7 separate regions of the Mus musculus genome follow, and all the other regions are linked to region 3. Evidence: chromatin contacts called from public HiChIP or PLAC-seq and promoter capture Hi-C data. All regions are on one chromosome and are shown on one strand. Each heading gives the region's core, a stretch centred on a gene start, on an enhancer-like site or on the middle of the called end of the contact. The rest is flanking DNA. Distances are from core to core; before and after follow the strand shown. Region 1 has its middle 100 kb from the start of Gm36216. Region 2 holds the start of Adcy2 (adenylate cyclase 2). Region 3 holds the start of Ube2ql1 (ubiquitin-conjugating enzyme E2Q family-like 1). Region 4 has its middle 98 kb from the start of 1700100L14Rik. Region 5 has its middle 33 kb from the start of Gm36216. Region 6 overlaps Ice1 (interactor of little elongation complex ELL subunit 1). Region 7 has its middle 140 kb from the start of Gm36216.

Evidence for each region. Promoter capture Hi-C pulls out the DNA fragments that hold promoters and counts their contacts. HiChIP or PLAC-seq counts read pairs in DNA pulled down with a chosen protein or histone mark.
Region 1: a contact with region 3 is called in a promoter capture Hi-C map of hippocampal neurons, with 4 times the contacts expected there. The contact joins the enhancer-like site here to the promoter of Ube2ql1 in region 3. A contact is called at or near these places in 5 of 39 promoter capture datasets (cranial neural crest, embryonic stem cells, hippocampal neurons and 2 more) and 4 of 115 datasets of contacts at active chromatin or transcription factors (embryonic forebrain, embryonic midbrain, forebrain and 1 more).
Region 2: a promoter capture Hi-C map of liver shows a contact between it and region 3, with 3 times the contacts expected there. The contact joins the promoter of Adcy2 here to the promoter of Ube2ql1 in region 3. A contact is called at or near these places in 2 of 39 promoter capture datasets (the 3T3-L1 cell line and liver).
Region 4: a contact with region 3 is called in a promoter capture Hi-C map of hippocampal neurons, with 5 times the contacts expected there. The contact joins the enhancer-like site here to the promoter of Ube2ql1 in region 3. A contact is called at or near these places in 8 of 39 promoter capture datasets (cranial neural crest, embryonic stem cells, frontonasal cranial neural crest and 5 more), 4 of 115 datasets of contacts at active chromatin or transcription factors (craniofacial prominence, embryonic forebrain, embryonic hindbrain and 1 more) and 1 of 9 other capture datasets (embryonic stem cells).
Region 5: a contact with region 3 is called in an H3K4me3 HiChIP or PLAC-seq map of neural tube, with 5 times the contacts expected there. The contact joins the enhancer-like site here to the promoter of Ube2ql1 in region 3. A contact is called at or near these places in 8 of 39 promoter capture datasets (cranial neural crest, embryonic stem cells, frontonasal cranial neural crest and 4 more), 5 of 115 datasets of contacts at active chromatin or transcription factors (differentiating embryonic stem cells, embryonic forebrain, embryonic hindbrain and 2 more) and 1 of 9 other capture datasets (adipose tissue).
Region 6: a contact with region 3 is called in a promoter capture Hi-C map of embryonic stem cells, with 5 times the contacts expected there. The contact joins the enhancer-like site here to the promoter of Ube2ql1 in region 3. A contact is called at or near these places in 7 of 39 promoter capture datasets (embryonic stem cells, frontonasal cranial neural crest, liver and 4 more), 2 of 484 Hi-C or Micro-C datasets (both in embryonic stem cells), 9 of 115 datasets of contacts at active chromatin or transcription factors (craniofacial prominence, embryonic basal ganglia, embryonic stem cells and 4 more) and 1 of 9 other capture datasets (embryonic stem cells).
Region 7: a contact with region 3 is called in a promoter capture Hi-C map of hippocampal neurons, with 5 times the contacts expected there. The contact joins the enhancer-like site here to the promoter of Ube2ql1 in region 3. A contact is called at or near these places in 9 of 39 promoter capture datasets (cranial neural crest, embryonic stem cells, hippocampal neurons and 5 more), 2 of 484 Hi-C or Micro-C datasets (cortical neurons and embryonic stem cells), 5 of 115 datasets of contacts at active chromatin or transcription factors (VIP interneurons, embryonic hindbrain, embryonic midbrain and 2 more) and 1 of 9 other capture datasets (embryonic stem cells).

The regions. Positions count from the first base shown.
Region 1 is chr13:70,378,310-70,381,250 of GRCm38.p6, forward strand. No RefSeq gene overlaps it. Among named protein-coding and RNA genes, the nearest start is that of Gm36216, 100 kb to the left of the region's middle. Within about 2 kb of position 1,607, at least 3 of the 459 cell types and tissues checked have an H3K27ac peak or open chromatin away from gene starts, as enhancers often do. A contact at or near this core is called in hippocampal neurons, where this site is marked.
Region 2 is chr13:68,998,241-69,001,082 of GRCm38.p6, forward strand. Adcy2 (adenylate cyclase 2) reads right to left here and starts at 1,301. Exons shown (of 25, transcript NM_153534.2): 1 at 834-1,301. The coding sequence starts at 1,055. It overlaps Gm35161 (a long non-coding RNA gene), which reads left to right and starts at 1,305. Exons shown (of 5, transcript XR_873632.3): 1 at 1,305-2,425.
Region 3 is chr13:69,738,490-69,741,526 of GRCm38.p6, forward strand. Ube2ql1 (ubiquitin-conjugating enzyme E2Q family-like 1) reads right to left here and starts at 1,408. Exons shown (of 2, transcript NM_001145162.1): 1 at 69-1,408. The coding sequence starts at 851.
Region 4 is chr13:70,474,217-70,477,112 of GRCm38.p6, forward strand. No RefSeq gene overlaps it. Among named protein-coding and RNA genes, the nearest start is that of 1700100L14Rik, 98 kb to the right of the region's middle. Within about 2 kb of position 1,330, at least 3 of the 459 cell types and tissues checked have an H3K27ac peak or open chromatin away from gene starts, as enhancers often do. A contact at or near this core is called in hippocampal neurons, where this site is marked.
Region 5 is chr13:70,310,162-70,313,166 of GRCm38.p6, forward strand. No RefSeq gene overlaps it. Among named protein-coding and RNA genes, the nearest start is that of Gm36216, 33 kb to the left of the region's middle. Within about 2 kb of position 1,455, at least 10 of the 459 cell types and tissues checked have an H3K27ac peak or open chromatin away from gene starts, as enhancers often do. A contact at or near this core is called in neural tube, where this site is marked.
Region 6 is chr13:70,624,966-70,627,950 of GRCm38.p6, forward strand. All of the region lies in intron 1 of Ice1 (interactor of little elongation complex ELL subunit 1), which reads right to left. Among named protein-coding and RNA genes, the nearest start is that of Ice1, 11 kb to the right of the region's middle. Within about 2 kb of position 1,641, at least 9 of the 459 cell types and tissues checked have an H3K27ac peak or open chromatin away from gene starts, as enhancers often do. A contact at or near this core is called in embryonic stem cells, where this site is marked.
Region 7 is chr13:70,416,869-70,419,936 of GRCm38.p6, forward strand. No RefSeq gene overlaps it. Among named protein-coding and RNA genes, the nearest start is that of Gm36216, 140 kb to the left of the region's middle. Within about 2 kb of position 1,428, at least 8 of the 459 cell types and tissues checked have an H3K27ac peak or open chromatin away from gene starts, as enhancers often do. A contact at or near this core is called in VIP interneurons and hippocampal neurons, where this site is marked.

The sequences.
Region 1 (2,941 bases), core at 357-2,856, 640 kb after region 3:
AAGTCCAGTAAAAAGTGAGGGTGAAAAGTATTGAGGGACCTGGGAAGCAAACTAACAAAGATCAGAGGTTGTAATTAGGCAGAACAGATGCTTAGAGTTATCAAGCATTGGGATACACCTTAGGTTAACAACTCCAGGAACCACACATAGGCTGAGTCCACGGACAGGCATGGTAGGGCAGGATCAGAATGCCTGGGAAAAGTGGGTTGGCAGACACTATTGTGGATGCCAACAAGTGCTTGATGACAGGAACCTGATACAGCTGTCTCCTGAAAGGCTCTGCTAGTGCCTGAAAAATACAGGAGTGGATGCTCATAGCCATCCATTGGATGGAGCACAGGGTTCCCTATGGGGAAGCTAGAGAAAGTACCCAAGGAGCTGCAGGGGTTTGCAGCCCCATAGGAGGAACAACAATATGAGCTAACCAGTACTCCCCAGAGCTCCCAACCAAAGAAAACACATGGCTATAGCTGCATATGTAGCAGAGGATGGCCTAGTCGGTCATCAATGGGAGGAGAGGTCCTAGGTCCTGTGAAGGTTCTATGCCCCATTATAGGGGAATGCCAGGACCAGGAAGTGGGAGTGAGTAGGTTGGAGAGCAGGGGGAGGGGGAAAGGGATAGTGGGTTTTCAGAGGGGAAACCAAGAACAGGGATAACATTTGAAATGTAAATAAAGAAAATATCTAATACAAATAAGTAAATAAATAAATAAATGGGTTGGGCAGCTGTGGGGGGGGGGGGCATCAGCAGCCATACACACTCCTGGGTGACTGTTTAGCCTTGCCTTGTGTGCTGAGCTTCTGAAAACTCTGCAATGAGAATTAACTTCTGAGAGGATAACCTTGACTCTGACGAAGGAGATGAGCATGTACAAACCTAGAGACAGCTCGTTGTAGTGACAGCATTAGAGGAGAGATCTTTGTGGAAGGCTCAGTGGCCTTGGATGATGGGGGATTGAGCAGCTGTGAGGAGCAGCAGCTGTGGGGATGGAGCAACTGTGAAGATGGAGCAGTGTGGGGATGGAGCAGCTGTGAGGAGGAGCAGCTGTGGGGATGGAGCAGCTGTGGGGATGGAACAGCTGTGGGGATGGAACAGCTGTGGGGATGGAGCAGCTGTGAAGATGGAGCAGTGTGGGGATGGAGCAGCTGTGAGGAGGAGCACCTGTGGGGAGCAAGCAGCTGTGGGGATGGAGTAGCTGTGAGGAGGAGCAGCTGTGGGGATGGAGCAGCTGTGAGGATAGAGCAGCTGTGGATGTGGAACAGCTGTGAGGAAAGCACTTTGCAAAGCTCCCCAATAATGATGTGCTCAGAAGCCCAGCTTACACTGAGATACTTACAACATTACAAGACCTCAGTAGCCAAAGTCACAACCCTGACACACAGAAACATCCCTGGGATGTGTGTAGGTACAGACATTAAATAGACACAGAAAGCAAATACCAGAGCCAGACTTTAAAAAAAAAACCAAACCATCCTCCTACAAGGAAACATTTAGATATGACATTCCAACAAACAGTGGAGAGAGAACCAACAGATCTGTGGAAAAAAACAGATCTGAAGGACCTGAAATTGCTTTTAAAGAAAATAAGCAGGAGGCCTCTGAAGTCCGTTGGCACCAGCATCGTGTATAAGCACACTCGCCAGCCAGCTCTTTAATGGGACCGTATCTGTGATAGCTAAGCATTCATTACTACCGTGCCATCAAAGCAGGGCCAGATAATTGCCTTCATAGATAGTCCTGAAAATATTTTGGTTTCTTGGATATCTTTTCATTTAGGAGTTAATGTGTGGTAAACGAAAGCAATTTGTATTAATGCGTGCTCAGGCCGTGATTTATTTTTGTCTGCTCTTTCTAGAATTAAAGAGTCTCAGCAAATTTTCTGTGACATCAGGAGCATATTCATAGGCCATTCTAAATTGTTGTCCTTGGAAACCAAATGCATTTCAGTATCCAACCTTTCCTCTGAAATTTAGCCTGTGTTATTTGCAGAGCTGAAGAAATGGACGGAAAAGGGTACCCCTGGTTCTGCCTGAGAGTCTTTGTGAAGGACACTAGAAGGTCTTAGTCAGAATAGAATGAGAAACCGGGCTCTTTCTTCCATATGCAATAAATGTTAGCAACTGATGGCTCCCCAGGCATGTTCTTTCCAACATATAAATTGATGCCTGTGCAGTGTGTGGATCATATACAGTAGTTGTGTCATCTCTTCTCCTGTGTGAGTATTATCAGGAACTTACTGTGAGGGTCATGACTAAAACTTAGGTCTTGTCTCCCACTTCACATGAGGAGCGTATATTAAATCAATTTGTATGAGAACTAATATTTTAGGCAAATACTAAAACTACTTATATGAACACACTGTTTTCAAGCACCTTCAAGTGTCTAGAAACCTCTGTTTCCTGGTAAACACTTGACATGGTAATTGAAAATTATTCTTGCCTCTTTATTAAGAAGGTTTCTCCATGAAGACCTTTTAGATACATCTTTTTGAGTGTGCCCCTGTTTAATATCAGAACACCAGAAAGTGTTAAAAGTAGGTAACCATGGAAATCTTTTCTAATTTGATTTCCTACTTGTTAAAGCTGGGGCAGTCGCATAACTGTATACCAATTCACACCTCCCCCAGTCGAGTTCTAGGACTTGCTGTACGTGAGGGATCATTGCTGGCACCTGGGGGCTTGGTGACAGTAGATTCACAGGCCTAGGGATTACATCTGCTGCATGTAAACGCTGCAAATGTTATGCAGATAAAGAAGAATATCTGTGTTCACAACACAAGCACAGTATTGTGGAGATAAAACACCGAGGAAGATAAAGGGAAGAAAGGTTTGCTTTAAAAGCTCACGGTTTCAAAAAAACTTCAGTCTAAGATTGTGGGTCCGATTGTGGGGCTGTCCTCCCATAATTCTGTGAACAAACAGGACATGATTATAGGGAGCA
Region 2 (2,842 bases), core at 51-2,550, 740 kb before region 3:
GGCCTCGGACAAGACAGTCTGCACAGGCAAATCATGGTCAGGGGGAAAAGTTTGAACCACACTGAAGAGAAGGGAGCGCTAAGAGGAAGTTACCGCCATCTACAGATTTCCTTACAGGGCTCCAGGGAGCCAGCCTGAGATTCCTGACTGAAAATTATGAACCAGAAAAACTGACATCAGCTATTGAGCTGCGTTAATGCTTCTAGCCGTGAAAACATGCTTTAACCATCAGCAGGGAACCATGATCGAGTCCTGCACTTCTCTAAAAAGGGGAAAGCAGCGAGGGTCCCTTCCATTTTTAGCTCACTTATAGTCTCTGGAGATGAGGCTTGGGCATCTGCTCAACACTCCATCACTTTCTCTCTACATGGCTAAACACGAAAAGATTCAAAAGCCAAGATGCACAACATTATCTGGTTTTCATTTTCGCTGTCATGAACTGCTTTCCCAAAGCACCTTGTTTTTTAAGAGTTAAATGATGCCCAGACCAAACTCAGAGAGGAGAGCCGGGGGCGTTCCGCGGACAGGGATGGGAGGCAGCTAGCGCGCCAAGGAAGCCTGAGGACTGCCTCTGCTGCGGGCAGCGGCGCCGGGAGAAAGCGCAGAGTTGGCCACGGGGCGCAGAGATGCTGAACCCACACGCCCTGCCCGTCCACCTGGAGCAAGCCCTGGCAACTTTATTTTGGGCAAAGCCTTCCAAGGAAACTTTTCCTCTGTCCACAGCTCTCGCCCTAGCCAGGCCGGCCTCGGGCAGGGCACAGGGGTGAGGAGCAGCCTGGGGCGGGACACGGTCGCCTGCGCGGTCCCCTCGGAGCCACGGGGAGGCCACTCACCAGCCCGAGCGCGAAGAAGACGGCGAGCAGGGCGAGGCAGGCGCCCATGACGATGAGCAGCAGGAAGACGATGAGAGGGTGCTGCTGGCTCATGCAGTAGTAGGACTCGTAGAGCCAGTCCCGGGACCGCTGCAGCCCCTCGCCGCCGCCCGCCGCCGCTGCTGCCGCCGCCTCGGCGCGGTCCCGCAGGTAGCGGCGCCGCCGCATCGCCTCCTGCCACATCGGGGCGGCTCGCGGGGCGCCCGCTGTGCGCGCCCTGCCCGGGCAGCGCCGCTCTGTGGTCACCTACCGCCTGCCGCCCCCGCGCTTCGCGACCCGCCGGCTGCCCGCCCGGAGCTGTGCTCAGGGGCCTCGGGCGCGGGCGGAGCTCGGAGCCCCGGGCTGGGCGCGCTGACGCGCGGGCGGGGGCCGGGGGCGGCCTCAGGGCAGCTCCCGGGCGCCGCCGCCGCCACCACCGCTCGCGAGGGCGGGAGCCACCCGGCCCCTCGGCCCGCCTCGCCCCACCCCGCGCGCAGCGCACCGGCCTCCGCGCAGGGGCGGCGCCGGCCCGCGCCCACCACCGCCCCCCGACGGCCAGGCTGGGCTCCAGAGAAAGCTTCAGACCGAGTCCTTGCCCTCCAGCCTGTCGCAGGCTGCACAGTGGGGCGCCTCCTCCTCTCGCTTTTGGACTCCAGCCAGGCAGATTGGGGCTTCAGCCTTGTTCTCCACTACAGCAGAGAACAGCCTGAGGGCTACTGTTGGGCTCCTGGAGTCTCCCACCTGACTGCCAGAGTCCCCACTGCCTCTCCATGATCTCACAAGGCAGCAGTGTAAAAGGCTGCCATGCTTTAATACCCCCCAGCCTGGAGAGGGGGTCCCATATCCCTGACCACCCCTCTTTAGTATGCCTACTTAGCAAAATGTGGCTTCTTTCTCACTTTCTCTATTGTAATTTGACTCCCAGTACAGAGCAGGAGTTAGGACCCTCCAGGACTTGTGGGAGTCCTTTTGAAAGAATGGCCCCCACGAACTCAATTACACAGTGACTGGAGACACCTGTGGTCCTCAGGCAGCGGGCCTCTCCTTTTCTCTGCCTTTGCTCTCCGCGCCTTAGAAGTACCCTATGGACCTCTGTGTTTGGCATCGCAGATCTCCCCAGAACCCTTTCAGTCAGACAGGGATGGCACAGAAGTTGGAGCAAGGAATGAGAATCATCCTCTGTGGGCAAGGTTGGCTTGGGAATCACTCATCCCATGCCGCTTGACACTCTCGGGGACCAAATGCACGAAGCATGACAGACCTAGCTAGATCCTCGTGGACAGGCTGGGCAGGCATTTCGTGGTTGTGACCTCAACCTTTGTTCTTTCTAGATGACAGGACTAACCACTGACCTTCAAAAGACTGCTTCTAGAAGGTTCCTATTTTCCTGTCCTTCCATCCAAAGAACCCACAAGCCATTTTTCTCCCCCAAATCATTTTCTAAGGAGTCCAAAACACAACACCGCCTCAAGAGCTATTCCACATTCTCTGTCAGCCCGGAACTGCCTTAGACCTTTGCATGTTCCCTGACAGCAGCCTGCCTACCTGAGTTGCAAGCCAGCCAGCATGAACAGGTAAGCTGAATAACTGTGTGACTCTCAAATGCTGGACCTAGGCCATGCACAGAGTCTCAGACCCAGGGATTTCCAGGGATTTTATTTTTGGACCCAGAGAGTGAAGACACAGCTGTGTTCTCAACCTCGATAGAGGGCAAGGATGGAGTTAATGGGAGAGTTGACTTGAAATCCAGGACATCCCAGCTTTCCTCACCCAGTCCTGGAGGAAATCACGATGGATCCCTAATAGTGAAACCAAGCTTGTCATGGAGCCTCCCTGCCCTGCTTGACCTCTGATAAACAAAACCTCACCCTTTACCAGACATTTCTATGGAGCCTCAACTTCTCCTGCAGGCTCAAACCCTCTGATTGACTGGGCCCTTTCTTCTGAACCAGCAACCATAAATTTTAAGGTTGTATAGGTGTTTAGACATC
Region 3 (3,037 bases), core at 158-2,657:
CGCTTTCCATCTCAGGCCTAGCCTCGAACTCCCCACCCAACCCGGGCCTCTGCTCCTGGCCGTCTTACCTGGCCCTTGACCAGGCTGGCAGCAAACTGGCGCATGACGGCCTCCACCGTGTAGGCGCTGGACCAGCCGCGCGGCGTGAGCAGCTCCATGCAGATGGCGCCTCCGTCCAGCACGTAGCCGTTCTCCAGTCGCGGGCTGAGCACCCGCATGAAGGGCGGCGAGAAGGGGAAGTTATCGGGGAAGGTGAGGTTGAGCAGGATGAACTCTGTGTTGGTCTCCTTCATGTCCTGCCACAGCACCGAGTCCTTGTCCACCTGGTGCAGCTTCACGTTCCAGTCGAAGAGGTTCTCGTTTACCAGCTCCACCGAGATGAAGCGGTCGCTGAGGCGCGCGATGTCCTGGAGCTCCTTCATGAGCCGCCGGCTGCGCACCTGTGTGCAGTGCTGCTGGCGCGCCGCGGGCACTAGGCTGCCGCCCGCCGCCGCCGCGGCCACCGCGGGGCCCGGCCCCGCCCTGGCGCCCGCCGCCCGCTCCCGGGGGCCCCCGGCGCCCGCCGCCCCCGCCGCCCCCGCGGCTGGCTGCGGCTGCTTGTCGCGCGCGGCCAGTTCCGCCGCGCGCTTACTCTTGCCCTTGCCGGGCCCCGGGCTGGCGTCGCCTGAGCCCCCGGGGTGCTGCTGTTGCTGCTGCTGCTTGTGGCCGCTGCTCTTACCACCACCTTTGCCGCGCAGCGATGCGCTCTGCTGGCCGCCGCCTCCGCCACGGTGGTTGTGGTGGTGCTTGGGGTCCTCGGTGTCCCGGTTGTGCAGGCGAATGAGCCCGATTTTACGGAGCAGCGTGGCCATCTTAGGCTCGGCTCTGGCGAGGGGCTTGCCGGGGCTCCTGTTCCCCGAGCCGGATAGCTGGGACGCACGGGGCTTGTGGGGGGGAGGCAGACGACCGCTTAGTGGGGCGCGGCGAGGGCCACCTTAGGAGCCGGCGGCCGTGGCGCAGCGGAGCGGGCAGTACCAGCGCTCGCTGGCCGCCTTGTCGCCGCTGTCATATGACGGGTCTTCTCGGGCAAGGGCTCCGGTAGCCCAGGGAGGGGAGGCGTGGAGACGCGGCTCAGCTGCTGTTCCTGGCCGGTCCCTGGGCGCAGTCCCCGGACGCCGGGTGTCCGTGGTCCTTTGTGCGCGGCCGCAGACCCGCTGGTCCCGAGTCTAAGAGCTGCACCGCGGCGCGCACAACCGCCCGCGGTGCCCCGGAGACAGCGAGGTGGCCGTGGAGTCGCGCTGTGCGCCTGCCGGGCCGTGCTGCGCTGGCGGCTACCGCGGGGCCCGGGCCACTGCCGCTCTCGTTGCCGCCGCCGCTGCGGCTGCTGACATTGCAGAGGCGGCTGCTCCGTCTGAGCCGAGCCCGGCGCGGAGGGGGCGGCACTGCCGGCCGGGAGGGGGAGCGCGGGGCGGAGCCGCGGGCTTGACTGCACCGAGCCACCCCCGCCGCCAGGTTCCTGCGGCGACACACGCACGGCCGCTGGGGGGAGACAGCGGTACGCGCCCGCACCATTTTCTCCTGGCTGCGTGCTAGCTGCGTGCGCTGGGGAGCCAGGGGAGGGCTGGCCTGAGCGTGCTAATAGGGTCTCTCAGAATCACTGCATTCTTTGGGACCCTAAAACCTGAATGCTGTGTTTGAGGTCCGGGCCTTATATCCCATTTAACCTCCTTAGGACAACCAGAGGGAAAAGGTGGAAATCAACCTCTTTATTAATCCTTCTAACCAGAGGTATGAGCCCAATGTTTCTACGCAACACTTCTGGGCGGTGGGAGCCTAGAATGACAGAAGGAACACGTAAGGACTTTAAAGTCAGGGCGGAAAGCGGGATGAAAGGGTAGATCTACTGCAAACTTAAAGAACAGCCCGTTCAAAGTCACGACTAAAAGCAAACCTTTAGCCAATCCACTCAGCCCTCACTGGTTTGCTCCTTCCACCCCATCCCCTGCCTGCTGGCCGCAGCGTTTCGGCTTTCCATGGCCAGGCTGTGCGTGGTGGCTGCTTTCCAAAATGCAGCGGAGAATAACACCAGACGCCTTCTCTGGCGCTGACCGGTGCTAAGAGCGGGAAAGGACTTTCCGAGCAGCAACCCCCGTTGGCCACCCCCTCCCCGCCCCCCAGGGCTGCTCTCCTGAGTGAGGGACCTCCACAATACTCAAATGAGGGAGAGATCCGCCTTCCGCCTGCAGATTCACAGTCCACCCTGCCTTTCCTTCTTCCTTCAGCCTGTGGAAACTCACTTAAAAATCTGGTGAAAATTCCAACTAAAATCTATTTCAGATTAGCTCGAACTGTGACGGTTCCGGTGTGCAGCGTGTGGCCCAATGGCGTAGGCGAAACCAATCCCTCAAGAACAACGAATATTATCCCGCTGCCATCCTAACTGGCGTCAGAGCCTACTGCCTCTGCTGGTGTGTGGATGGGGGGAAGAGAGGGGAGGGGAAGCAGCTCAGCTCTTCAGGACAGGCGTTCCTTCTAGATGACAGCCCCTTGCCTTTCTGCCCCTCACATCTTTTACCAAATTTTGAGTTTTCACTGTGGAAAATAACTGGTGATGTCGCTGTGAAGACACAGACCTGGGTTTGGAGATTCAGATTTGGGGATAGATGTGTAATGGGGGAGCCAGGCTAGCTGGTGTAGATGAGGAGTAGAAGGTTCACACCCACCCAACATTGCACCTGGGAGAGGGTGGTTCTCCAGAGAGCCTGTCAATCCTTTGACTTTCAACAGGACCCACAGGGTGATTTGGACTAAGAACAACACAGACTATTTGGTGGAATCTGAGGGAAGCTGAATCAAGGTCTGTTTGTCCTGGGCTCCTGATTGCTTTGTTTAACACTGCATTCCACGGTAGCCTTCTCCTCCTCTTCTTCCTTCTCTTCCTCTTCCTCCTCCTCCTTACCATCATCATCATCATTTTCTTCTTCATCCTCCTCCTCTTCTTTCTCCTCCTCTTCTTCCTGCCTTCTCCTTCATCACCATCACCATCACCACCACCATC
Region 4 (2,896 bases), core at 80-2,579, 740 kb after region 3:
CAGGACAGGAACTCAAATGAGGTAGGAACCTGGAGACAGGAGCTGATGTAGAGACAGTGAAGAAATGCTGCTTACTGGCTTGCTCCTTGTGGATTGCTTGGCCTATATTCTTATAGAACTCAAAACCATCAGCCAAGGGATAGCACCACCCACAATGGGCTCTCCCCCATTGATCACTAATTGAGAAAATGCCTTACAGCTGGATATTGTGGAGGTATTTCCTCAATGGAGACTCCTTCCACTCTGATAACTCTAGCTTGTGTCAAGTTGACACACAAAACCAGTCAGTACAACTGATTGTCAACTTGACACACAAACACATCATTATTAAGCCATGGCCCTTCATTTCTTATTTATCCCCAAGATCTCACCTTAAAAACATAAATGACTTTAAAAGTCCCACAGTCTTTACAAATGCAAGTACATTAAAATTTCAGTCTCTTGAAAATATCCAATATTTTTTAAATTCCAAAGTTTTTTAAAACTTCAAAATTTGTCAGCTATGGGCTCCAGGAAAATACTTTCTTATTTCAAGGGGAAAATCAGGGCACAGTCACAATCACAATCAAAGCAAAATCAAATTTCAACCATCCAATGTCTGAAAGCCACTCAAGATCTTCTGGACTCCTCCAAAGGGTTTGGGTCACTTATCCAGCTCTTCCATCTGTAGCACACTGCTTGTCTTCTACGCTCCACTTGGTTCCACTCCACCATTGCTGCTGTTCTTGGCGGTCATCCCATGGTACTGGCTTCTACAAAATGCTGGGGTCTTCAGCTGCAGCTAAACTGCATTTTGAAGTGGGAATTTTCTCCTTCGTCTACTCATATTGTTCTTAGGTTAGGTCTTTTCGTGGTGTCCCAAGTTTCCTGGATGTTTTGCATCAGAAACTCTTTAGATTTAATATTTTATTTGACTACTGTATCAATTCCATTGTACCTTCTACACCTGAGATTCTGTCGTCCATCTCCTGTAATCTGTTGGTGATACTTGCATCTGCTGTTCTTGTTCTTCCCTGGGTTTTCCATCTCAGGATTCCATCAGTTTGTGTTTTCTTTATTACTTCTATTTCCAGTTTTGTACCTTGAACTGTTTTATCATTTCCTTCCCTTGTTCGATTATATTTTCCTATATTTCTTTAAGGAATTTACTCATTTCCTCTTTAGAGGTCTCTATTATCTTCTCAAGATTTGATTTAAGGTCATTTCCTTGTGCTTCAGTTGTTTTAATGTATCTGGTGCTTGCTGTATTAAGATAGCTAGGTTCTGGTGGTTCCATATTGCCCTGGCTCTTGTTAGTGTTTTTAAGCTGTCCTTTAGCCATCTGGCTGTCCCTGGTGTTGGCAGGCCACCCACGATGCAGGCAGAGTTGTGTGCCAGAAAATGGAGTACAGGGAAGCATCTGTAGTTTATCTCTGTTGGCAGTGCTTTATGGGGACATAAAGGCAAGCAATCGGTACCTTAGTGTCTCACCTGGTAGTCTCTGATAGCAGCAGGCCTCTTGAGATGCAGGCATAGCTGTGAGCCAGAAAGTGGTGTACAGAGGTGACAGAGTATATCTCACTGCGCTGGGCTAGCCGAGGAGACCCAGCAGGCAGGGGCTTGGGGCTTGGGGAATCTCACTATGTTGTTCTATGTAGCGGCAGACCTCTAGAGATGCAGGCAGACCTGTGGCCTGGGGAGTGGAGTGCACAGGAGTCAGGGCGTAGCTTACAGCTCCAGGGTCAGAGGGGAATCTTACCTAGTAGTCCCTAATGGCAGCAGATTCTGCTCTACAAAAATTTTAAGTGCACATGCATGTGTGCATGTGTGCGTGTAAGTGCCATGCTGTCCTGACAGAGGCATCAGATGCACTGGGACTGGAGTTGCAGGTGGTTGTGAGCTGCTTACTATGGGTCTATGGGTGCTAAGAATTGAACCCAGGTCCTCAGGACGATCGGCACATGCTCTGAACTGTTGGCCATCTCTCCACCCCACTTTGGGAAATTTTTTAAGGGATTTATTTTTGGAGGATTGTCAATGCAACAAAATCAGCTTGTCACTCAGAAGATAAACATTTAAAAGTGCACAAGTTAAATTATCTTTATTTCTTCCTGTCCATCCCTAGTTTGGATGACAGACATGAGGGTCCTGGTAGCTGACTATGTGAGGGGCATTGTTTGTAAAGACCAAGGACAAATAAATGATGCCACCCAAGAAAGATGGTGGACAGGGGGGAGCAATCATCACTGTACAAATCACTCACTTTATGCCTGAAAGAAGAATGGAGATCAAGTATGTGTGGGCACAGAACCAAAGGCCAGGGTTGACAAACCCAGGAAGGTTCATTTGTTCTGGGAAGTGACTCTGATATAAGCATTTGTTCTCACACACTCAGATGGGTTATGACTAAGTACTTCTTTGGAGAGATTAGGTGGTGGAAGGAAACAGCTCTGATAAGATGTCTGCCCGAAGCCACAGACCAGCAGTGGGGAATCTTAAAGAGAGCAAACTACTGTCTATACTGGCTGGTTTTGTGTATCAACTTGACAGAAGCTGGAGTTATCACAGAAAAAGGAGCCTCTCTTGAGGAAATGCCTCCAGGAGATCCAGTTGTAAGGCATTTTCTCAATTAGTGATCAAGGGTGGGAGAGCCCATTGCGGGAGGTGCCATCCCTGGGCTGGTGGTCCTCGGTTCTATAAGAAAGGAAGCTGAGCAAGCCAGGGGAAGCAGTAAGCAGCATCCCTCCATGACCTCAGCATCAGCTCCTGCCTCCCAGTCCCTGAACTGAGTGAGTTCCTTTTCTAACTTCCTTTGGTGTAAGCTGAATAAACCCTTTCCTCTCCAACTTGCTTCTTGGTCGTGATGTTTTGTGCAGGAATAGGAAACCTGACTAAGACACCTCACTGAGTTGCTCTA
Region 5 (3,005 bases), core at 205-2,704, 570 kb after region 3:
CTGCCAGGATCAAAGAGATGGAAAAGAGGTACAGACGCGGCTGTACTTTTGGGTTGGGGTCTAAGGAAGTATGTAGGTTCTGCAATGGAAGTCAGCAAGCGGATGCATAGTGGACCAACAGCCTCATGGTAGAAGTGGAGGGATGAGCTTCAGAGAACCAGTGAGAGGGAGCCATCATGGAAAACATCCCCAAGCTTTGGCCAATGTCCACAAGAGAGAGGGGGTAGCTTTTCTGAATTACTCAAGTCATGGTAAATTAGATGAACTGACTTATTTTCTTCCCTCCTCCCTCCTTATTCCCTCCTCCCTCCCATTTTCTTCTTCCCATCCTCCCTTCTTGGGATATCTGAAATGTTCAGGCAATGGTATGGCTGTCTTTCTGACTTCATACACAAAGCAGGAATATCTCAGTGTTACATCTTTGCAACTGTTCCTGTGTTGTGATTGACTGGGTACAGAAAGTACTTGTGAATAATGTTGTGGTGATGCCTGCTGTTCCCCTCCCCCTCCCCAGGCTCTCCTCCAATCATAGCTCAACCAGGGCATGGAAGAACTGGAGAACAAAGCATTCTGTGAAGAAGGAATGTGGAGATCTAAGGATCAGAGGAAGGGCATAGTCTCCAGTGCAACCCTTGCCCTACCCAAACAGCTGCCTTTCAGACCTTGCCTGAGAATTCACAGAGCTGGGCTCTGCGGAGGGAGTCAAAAAAGCATAAGGACTTATTTACCAGCGTGTCAAAGTCACTGGTGATGGGTCTTTTCCCACCCAACCCCCAATTCCAAACACTCATTTATCTTTACTATTTGCGTAGAAATTTGAAAATTTTGATGGGGAATTAATTAATGCTTTTTCTGCACAAAATGCTGACATTTTAAGCCCAGCTTTTCTCTGTCCAAAATAATGGGAAATTAGTCAGGAGAAAAATGAGGAGATCTTAGACGATAAGGAAGAGTCAAGTAGATTTTTGTTTCAGTAGATCTGAACTGAATATGTATTTGTGTAACACACACACACACACACACACACACACACACACACAGAGGAAACTGGCAGCTGTATGGCTATATTTTTCCAGAAAATGGCATTGAATAAATTCCACATTTTTGTATGTCTGTTCAGGTTCAAAGAATTTCTATATTAAGCCGTGCAGATGAGTTCAGAACGCTCATGAAATTAGCAAATGCAGCGCAGTGGATACATTTCATCCTTGACATGGTCTCTTGGGAGACTTCTAGGCATTTCAATATGAAACAGGAGCGAGACATTCTCCACAGTGAACCCAGTTTGCCTCTGCAAACCTTCTAAGGCATATAATAATATTCATCCATGGTAGATTAACGGTCTGGTTTGTTTTATTGTGCAGAAAAAGAATGAGATAAATAATGGGCAATACTTCCAGCTGCCGAAACACAATTCAGCCGGTGTCACCGTGGGCGGTGCCATCTGTCTCAACGCTTTATCCCTTGTGCGTCTTCCATGGAAGAAGGCAATGACTTTGTTTGAACTTCAGCTCTTTGGGCAACCCAATACTGTAAATCTTTCTGAACTGCTGCTTTTGTTGGGGGAGAATGATTCCAGAATGAGACTTGTACCAAGGGCAGTGCCAATTAGTACTTCACTGGGGCTGTGAAGTAGTCTCCAAGAACAAAGGAACACCACACAAACAAAAATCAATCAATCAACTGATCAATCAATCAACCAAATAAGAGCCAGAGTCCCTCTGATTGGTCCAAACTTGGTTAGCTCAGGCTGTCAGGCTCCCTTCAGGCTTCCCTGGCTGCGGACCCATTTTCTAGGTTATCGATGACATCACTTTGCCACTTTACTAAACAAAAATAGATCTCCCTCTGGTGGTCTGTGCATTTGTTCAGATTCCAAGGGATGACGATGTAGACCATGGGAGATATGGACAGAAACCTAAAGACTTGCATTAATTCTTACCTTGTCTTTCCTGTGGGGGCACTGAGGCACGTTTAGGGATCCTCCCTGGGGTAAGGCTGACATTACTCTCCTGAGGTACTCGATAGTTTGAAGGACAATAACAGGAAGACACATTGAGAACTATAAACTCTGCCAAATTGTTTCTCCTCTCACCCCCTTTCTCTCTCTCTCTCTCTTCTCCCTTTTCCTCTCCTTCCCCTCTGTGTGTGTGTGTGGGGGGGGTGGGTGAGGTATATTTATGTGTGTGTACTTGTATCTCAGAAATACCAGTAAAACTTCCCTCTTATACATCAATAAGTCAGAATGTAGAATTTCCATTCCTCAAAATGTGACATTGGATCTCAGAGAGACCTGTCACTTCCCTCCTCATTTCAATGAGCAGGGTACTCCAGGGAGAGTGGCCATTGTCAGTGTCACTTATAGACAGGTATGCTTTCTGACTGCTTTTTTGGCTGAGATTTAAAGGACAAATTTCAAATTTAAATAACCATATATAATATCTATCTATCTATCTATCTATCTATCTATCTATCTATCTATCTGACACAATGGGCCTTGTCTGCCTTTTGGCAAGTTGGCAGATCTTCCTGGAAGCATGTCTGTTAGATGATTCTGGGATGGTAAAGGAGGAACAGACATTTAATTGTGGAAAATGAAATCAGGCTTTGCCTTCAGAGACCAGCAAGATCCAAAGTTTGAGCCTATGGAACTTCAGACAAGCCCAGAGGATGACAGAAGCAGCCTGCATTTTCTGACTGAAAGACAAGATATTTAGGGCCAAGACCAGAGGGACTGTGTAGCACTGATGTCCTAGGCTCTGTCCACTGAGTTCTATAGTGGAAGCTACAAGGATTCATGACTTTTTATGAACTCTGACTGATTACCCTGGAAGGGTTACCCCATTGGCACCCTCTGTGTCAACAATATCCATGTTTTAATTTTGACTTTAACTGCCTCAGTCCTGTGATCCCCTTAAAATGTAACTCTATAAAGAACCCTAAGGCTCCAGTGACTTCTACTTCTAATGTAGAAGTAGAAAGCTGGGTTTATGCTCACATCACCA
Region 6 (2,985 bases), core at 391-2,890, 890 kb after region 3:
TTACACTGCAGGAACCAGTCATAAGCTGGTTCCAAATCCTGTTAGGAAACTGAAGATTAAAGCATTCTTATTACGATAGCCAGGCATTCCCAAAAATTAAAATACAGATTTTTCTTTTCTTTAGCTGAGTTCTTTAAATGTCAAGTTTCTAATCAGTAAAACCTTCAAGAGTAACATCAGTGTTTTAAACACACCAGAGTAGCTTTGCAGCATCTCACACCGCCAAATCTACAACCAGGGTTCCCACCTTTCCTATCTCACAGGTCAGCCTTTAGTCAATGCAGAGGATTCGGACAGGAGCAGTAACTTTTCTATTCAGTGTCCGTATTTTTTTTTTGCAGCACCATGCACACAGCAGCTACAACTGACAAAAGCCCAGGCTAGAATCCACGTGGAAAGTGCGTGTCCTTGGCACTCACAGTCCCCACACACCTTCCCGCTTCTCTTCTGAAGGGAGCATGGCCATGCTCAGTCTTTCCTTGCTGGAGAAGCTTCACCTTGGCTGTGACCTCAGATACTCTTACAGGAGTTCCCATTAGCATTTACTTACTAACTTAGTTGTGAGTGTTCAAGTGTGCTGTGGTGTGTGTGGAGGTCAGGGGTCAGCTTTGTGGAGTTGGTTCTCTCACCTTCACATGGGCTCACTGAATGGAGTCCAGATCGCCAGGCTTGTGTAGAAAGCACCAATCCTGGTAGAGCCCTCTCCCCAGCCCCATCCTACCCCTCCTCGGGATGAGAGGTTTTCTCAGGCACTTCTGGGCATTCCTTATTCATCCTTAACAAGCTGCTGGTATATCACTTGCTTGGTGCTGAAGGTGTATTGTAAACTATAGTATTTAGTAGGTAGCTGCCTTTCAGCAAATGCTACACACATGCATGCTTGCTATATAATCATTCAAGGACATTCATAGAGCAACTAGACATGGCTAAATACTGATAAGCTATGTCTGAGTATGAGCTAAGGCTTTGTTTCCAGAAGCAAACTTAGCAAATTCTTTATCAGATGAAAATGAGATTTATTTTATGTCATCTAGCACTGGTCTTTTTTATATATTTATGTCTGTTACTCTTTTAGGATATATCTTATGCATGTAGACTCCCAAAACTTATATCAAATGACAACAAATGAACTCTTCACAGCACCAGCACACTCAGCTGCAACATTTAAGCCTTTCATTATATATGACATACTTTCTACACAGACTTCAATCATGCATGGTTCAGGATGGCTCCTGAACACTGTCAAAACACAGAAAAGCACACAATGCTTGATATATCCACAGCACCAACATTTCACATTTCTGTATGGCACTGAACACCATGAATTTAGTCCCGACCCAATAGCCTTGATGCAGTCCGAACACATAAAAGCTGAAGAATCTTTACCATAAAGCAAACCTGGCTCAGCAATTCCAAGAAGGCAAGTGCATCAGCAGAAGGAAGTTAACTCAGATGAGGAATCTGATTGACCTTCATCGCTTTAAAAGAATGCAACATGGGTCGGTTTCTGTCAGCACTGGGAGCTGATTCTGTGCCACAGTGCTCCATACCCAAATACTGTCAGGACACACCTGTGAGAACAGGTTAAGACCAACACTTCTCAAATTCCTGGCCCAAGAGGGACTCGCCCAGAGCCATCAGGACACAGGAACCAAGGAACAGCCAGGGACAGGATCCTTTTTGTTTCCATCTGCACCCTGGAGCTGACCCTGTGCCACAGCTCCCCACACCCAAATTCCTCCCAGAGAGAACTGGTCTCCCAGGAGTACTGACACATAGTGCAGGAGGGACAAGCCACAGTCAGAGGCAGCAAGACCAGCTAACACCAGAGATAACCAGATGGCGAGAGACAACACACCAGAAAAGCAAGAATCTGATTCAAAGTCACATCTCATGATGATGATTGAGGACTTTAAGAAGGACATAAATAACTCCCTTTAAAAAATACAGGACAACACAGGTAAACAGCTAGAAGCCCTTAAAGAGGAAACACAAAAATCACTAAAAGTATTACAGAAAAACACAACCAAACAGGTGAAAGGACAGAATAAAACCATCCAGGATCTAAAAATGGAAATAGAAACAATAAAAAAAAAAATCACAAAGGAAGACAACCCTGGAGATTGAAAACCTAGAAAACAGATCAGGAGTCACAGATACAAGAAGCACCAACAGAGTACAAGAGATAGAAGAGAGAATCTCAGGTGCAGAAGATACCATAGAAAACATTGACCCAACAGTCAAAGAAAATGCAAAAAGCAAAACATCCAGGAAACCCAGGACACAATGAGAAGACAAAATCTAAGGATAATAGGTATAGAAGAGAGTGAAGATTCCCAACTTAAAGGGCCAATAAATACCTTCAACAAAATTATAGAAGAAAACTTCCCTAACCTAAAGAAAGAGATGCACATAAACATACAAGAGGCCTACTGAACTCCAAATATATTTGGACCAGAAAAGAAATTCCTTCTGTCACGTAATAGTCAAGACACCAAATGCACAAAACAAAGAAAGATATTAAAAGTAGTAAGGGAAAAAGGCCAAGTAACATATAAAGGCAGACCTATCTGAATTTCATAGTCTCATCAGAGACTATGAAAACTAGAAGATCCTGGGCAGATGTCATACAGACCCCAAGAAAACACAAATGCCAGCCCAGGCTACTATATCCAGCAAAACTCTCAATTAACATAGATGAAGAAACCAAGATATTCCATGACAAAACCAAACTTACACAGTATCTTTCCACAAATCTAGTTCTACAAAGGATAATAGATGGAAAACGCCAACACAGGAGGGAAACTACGCCCTATAAAAAGCAAGAAAGTAATCTTTCAACAAACCCAAAAGAAGATAGCCACACAAAAATAAAAATAACATCAAAAATAACAGGAAGCAACAATCACTTTTTCTTAATATCTCTTAACAGCAATGGACTCAATTTCCCAATAAAAAGACATAGAATAAAAGACTGGATACGTA
Region 7 (3,068 bases), core at 178-2,677, 680 kb after region 3:
CAGTGTCCTCTGCTAATTTCAGATGAATGCAGGCCACAGATGGGCACATGTGAACATCTGAGTGAGCAGGAAGAGTAGTGTGTTATCAGGCATGATCAGAAACCACAGCACAGCACAGTCCATTCATTCAGGGTGCACATGATCTGCTCATCCACTGATATCTACAGCTGAGTCACAGCAGGGACAACAGGGAGGGCAGATACAGATGGGGTGTGTGTGGCAGAACAAAAAGTGATAATCCAATCCAACCCCAGGGCTATAAGATGAACTCATCCTGTTCTTACCTCCTAGGTGTAGGAAGTAAGGTTTGAAGACCATTTTGGGGGCTGGTAGGATTCTGCAAGCAACGTGCCCTAACTTCCAGCACAGCATCAAGTGTTATCAGCAGGATCCAACTGCCTGAAAGTAATATGATGTCAGTGGTGCATCAAGTGTCTTTATAGCAGGTAGCATCCTTTCTGCATTTTACCATCAAAGGAAAAGACACAGCGGAGCTTCTGCAATTTCCCTGGATGGACTCAGATAACGACAGCCTCTAGGCAGGGTATCAGGCTTCTAGCACATTCAAAGCTTCCCCTCACAGCAGTGACCACTGTGTCGATGCTGACACAGAAATGTGCATTTCTGTGCCTTGTTCCTGCAGCCTCACCAGGTGCAAATGCAGGATGCATCGTGCAATTCAGCAGAGGAAAGCAAGCCCATTAGCCAGCGCCTTCAAGCTGTGTATTTAGCTTTATGTTGAGTGCTCAGAATGAAATGTGGGGTTTTTCATTTGAGATCATTCTGCCCTGGCGGAGCTCAGTTAACTGCTCTACCTGGAGGTGAATTAGACTGGATACTTATGCAACAGCTATAGTCCTGAATCAGGATTTTTCTAAATTTACACTTGAAAAGAGCCATAGAAATCTATCCCTGGGTCTGTTGACTCTTTTGCCATTGTATAAGCTCTGAGATGACAACAGGAGATAATTCCAGGTGAAATCCAAAGACAGAAACAGAGAGCAACCTCATGCCTGCAAAGACAAGGGGACAGAGATGTATTGCACAATTTAGATGTGGGAAAATACCCAGCTCCTTTTTTATGCAGCTTAATGAAGGCATCGCCACTGTCAAGTGGAAGAAAATAGGCCAAAGGCTGCCCTTGGGTATGCATGCTCCATCGGCTGCTATGGGCTTCTGAGGAACCCTGTATGTATCACTCAGGCAAACGCAAGCTGACCTTGAGCACACAGGGAGAGTGGAGCCCAAATCCCAACACTTGACCTAGATGGCTTTTGAGCACACAGTTCGCCATTGATCCTCTGCAACATCAGTAGCAGATGCAACGACCAATAGACAAATGGAAGTAGTTATCATCAGCATTGCCATGGAAACCCTACTGTTGCTCCCACCTACCCATCTCTCTCATCTCCTGACTGTTGGGTCTTAACCACAAGCATCATTTCTCCTCTCCCACTTCCTAGTATAGATGACACACCAGCTGGTTCAGCCTCTGCATCAATAGGCCATGTGGAATTCCAGCTGGATTGTTCTCTGCTGAAATTTATCTCAGGAACTGGATACAAGGCATTATATCTCTCATCACTCTCCTGAACCAGCAGTCTCTTGGGTTCTATATCTTGAAGCTTTATGGCCAGTGTTCCTCTTCTTCTGGACTTGTGGAGCTCTGAGGCTCATGCCTCTCCACAGAGCCCCATCCAACTGTGGATGCCATATCATTCAACTGCCAGCCCCTTTATCCAGGCCTGATTATGGATAGGACTGCTTAAAACCAATATTTCTGTCACCTCCATGCCTACCACCTACTACTACCCTGCCACCGACAGGAAGGACAGTCAAGAGGGTCCAGCCTCGTCTCTGACATCCTGGCTTCCTTCCTCACTGACTATATAAGTAAGATTATGGCATTGGTTAAACCTGGAAGATATTATTTAACTCCAGGACATCAGAGGAGCTGACAAAATACAGCCATGGGAAGAACAAGTGAATTTTCCACCTCTAGTGTCAGGTAAGCCAGAATAAACAACACCTTGGGTGCTGTAGCTCACCGATCAAGGCTCTTCTGGGAACTGAGTGCAGATCAAAATGTCCTTGCCTGACTGCAGAGGAACCCCTCCACCAGCAACCCAGTATGTGGTACTTCTTCCTTGTAGTCTTGGCTTGCCCCAGATCCTGCTTCATGAGTGACATCGGCTTTCCTCTCCAAAACCGTTCACTCCAGTTCCCACTTCCTCCAACCGCCCCTCCGTACTTTCTCTCACATGTGGTTCTCTCTGACTCTTGGAATGAAGCTCCCTGTCGACCTGTACCAAAGAACCTCCACCCCCACAGGCTCAGAGCCTCCCCTAAGGGTATTCCCATCCTATGACACAAAACCCTACTGTGGCCCACATGCATATCATTTCTTCTCTTCCTCAGAGTGCTGATTCGGGCCTACTCCATACATCTTGATCTGGAGTCTGTTCTCTCTCTCTTCTGCATGTGGCTGGCTGGCTTTCGAGTCTTCCGCCATCAATCTCCCACCCCTTGACCATTTTCCTCTTGCATCCTGGTGGCACAGTGATCACCGATGTGAACAAGCGACTACGTACTCAGAACATGTTGCTCTAAGTGCTACAGTGTCCTTGAGCAGATCCCCAACCTCTGCCCCAACTTAAAAACAGACTCAGGACCTGGTGTTCAAAGGTAGAACTATCTCATTCCCTTTCCAAAACATTGATAACACACATTCTTTTCTCCACAGCTAAGCATGGCCTGGAATTCCTCCACTACAGGGTACCAACATGGCTCCAACTCAAAGCCAGAGCAAGCAGCCACCAAGACAAAATAGGCTTCTTATACTTAACCTTCTATTTTTCTTCTGATGACCACTAAGATTCATTGTGTGGATGTGATGTAAAGTGCTTAAAACCAAGATTTATTATATAGGCACAATGCTAAATGTTTTAAACTATGACTGCGTAGGCATGAGGGTGAGTGCTTTAAACATTCCATGTATCTTCAAAATCATGTCTTTTAGTTTGGAATAGTTTTAGATTATTCAAAAGCTAGAAAGTGCAGTGTTGGGT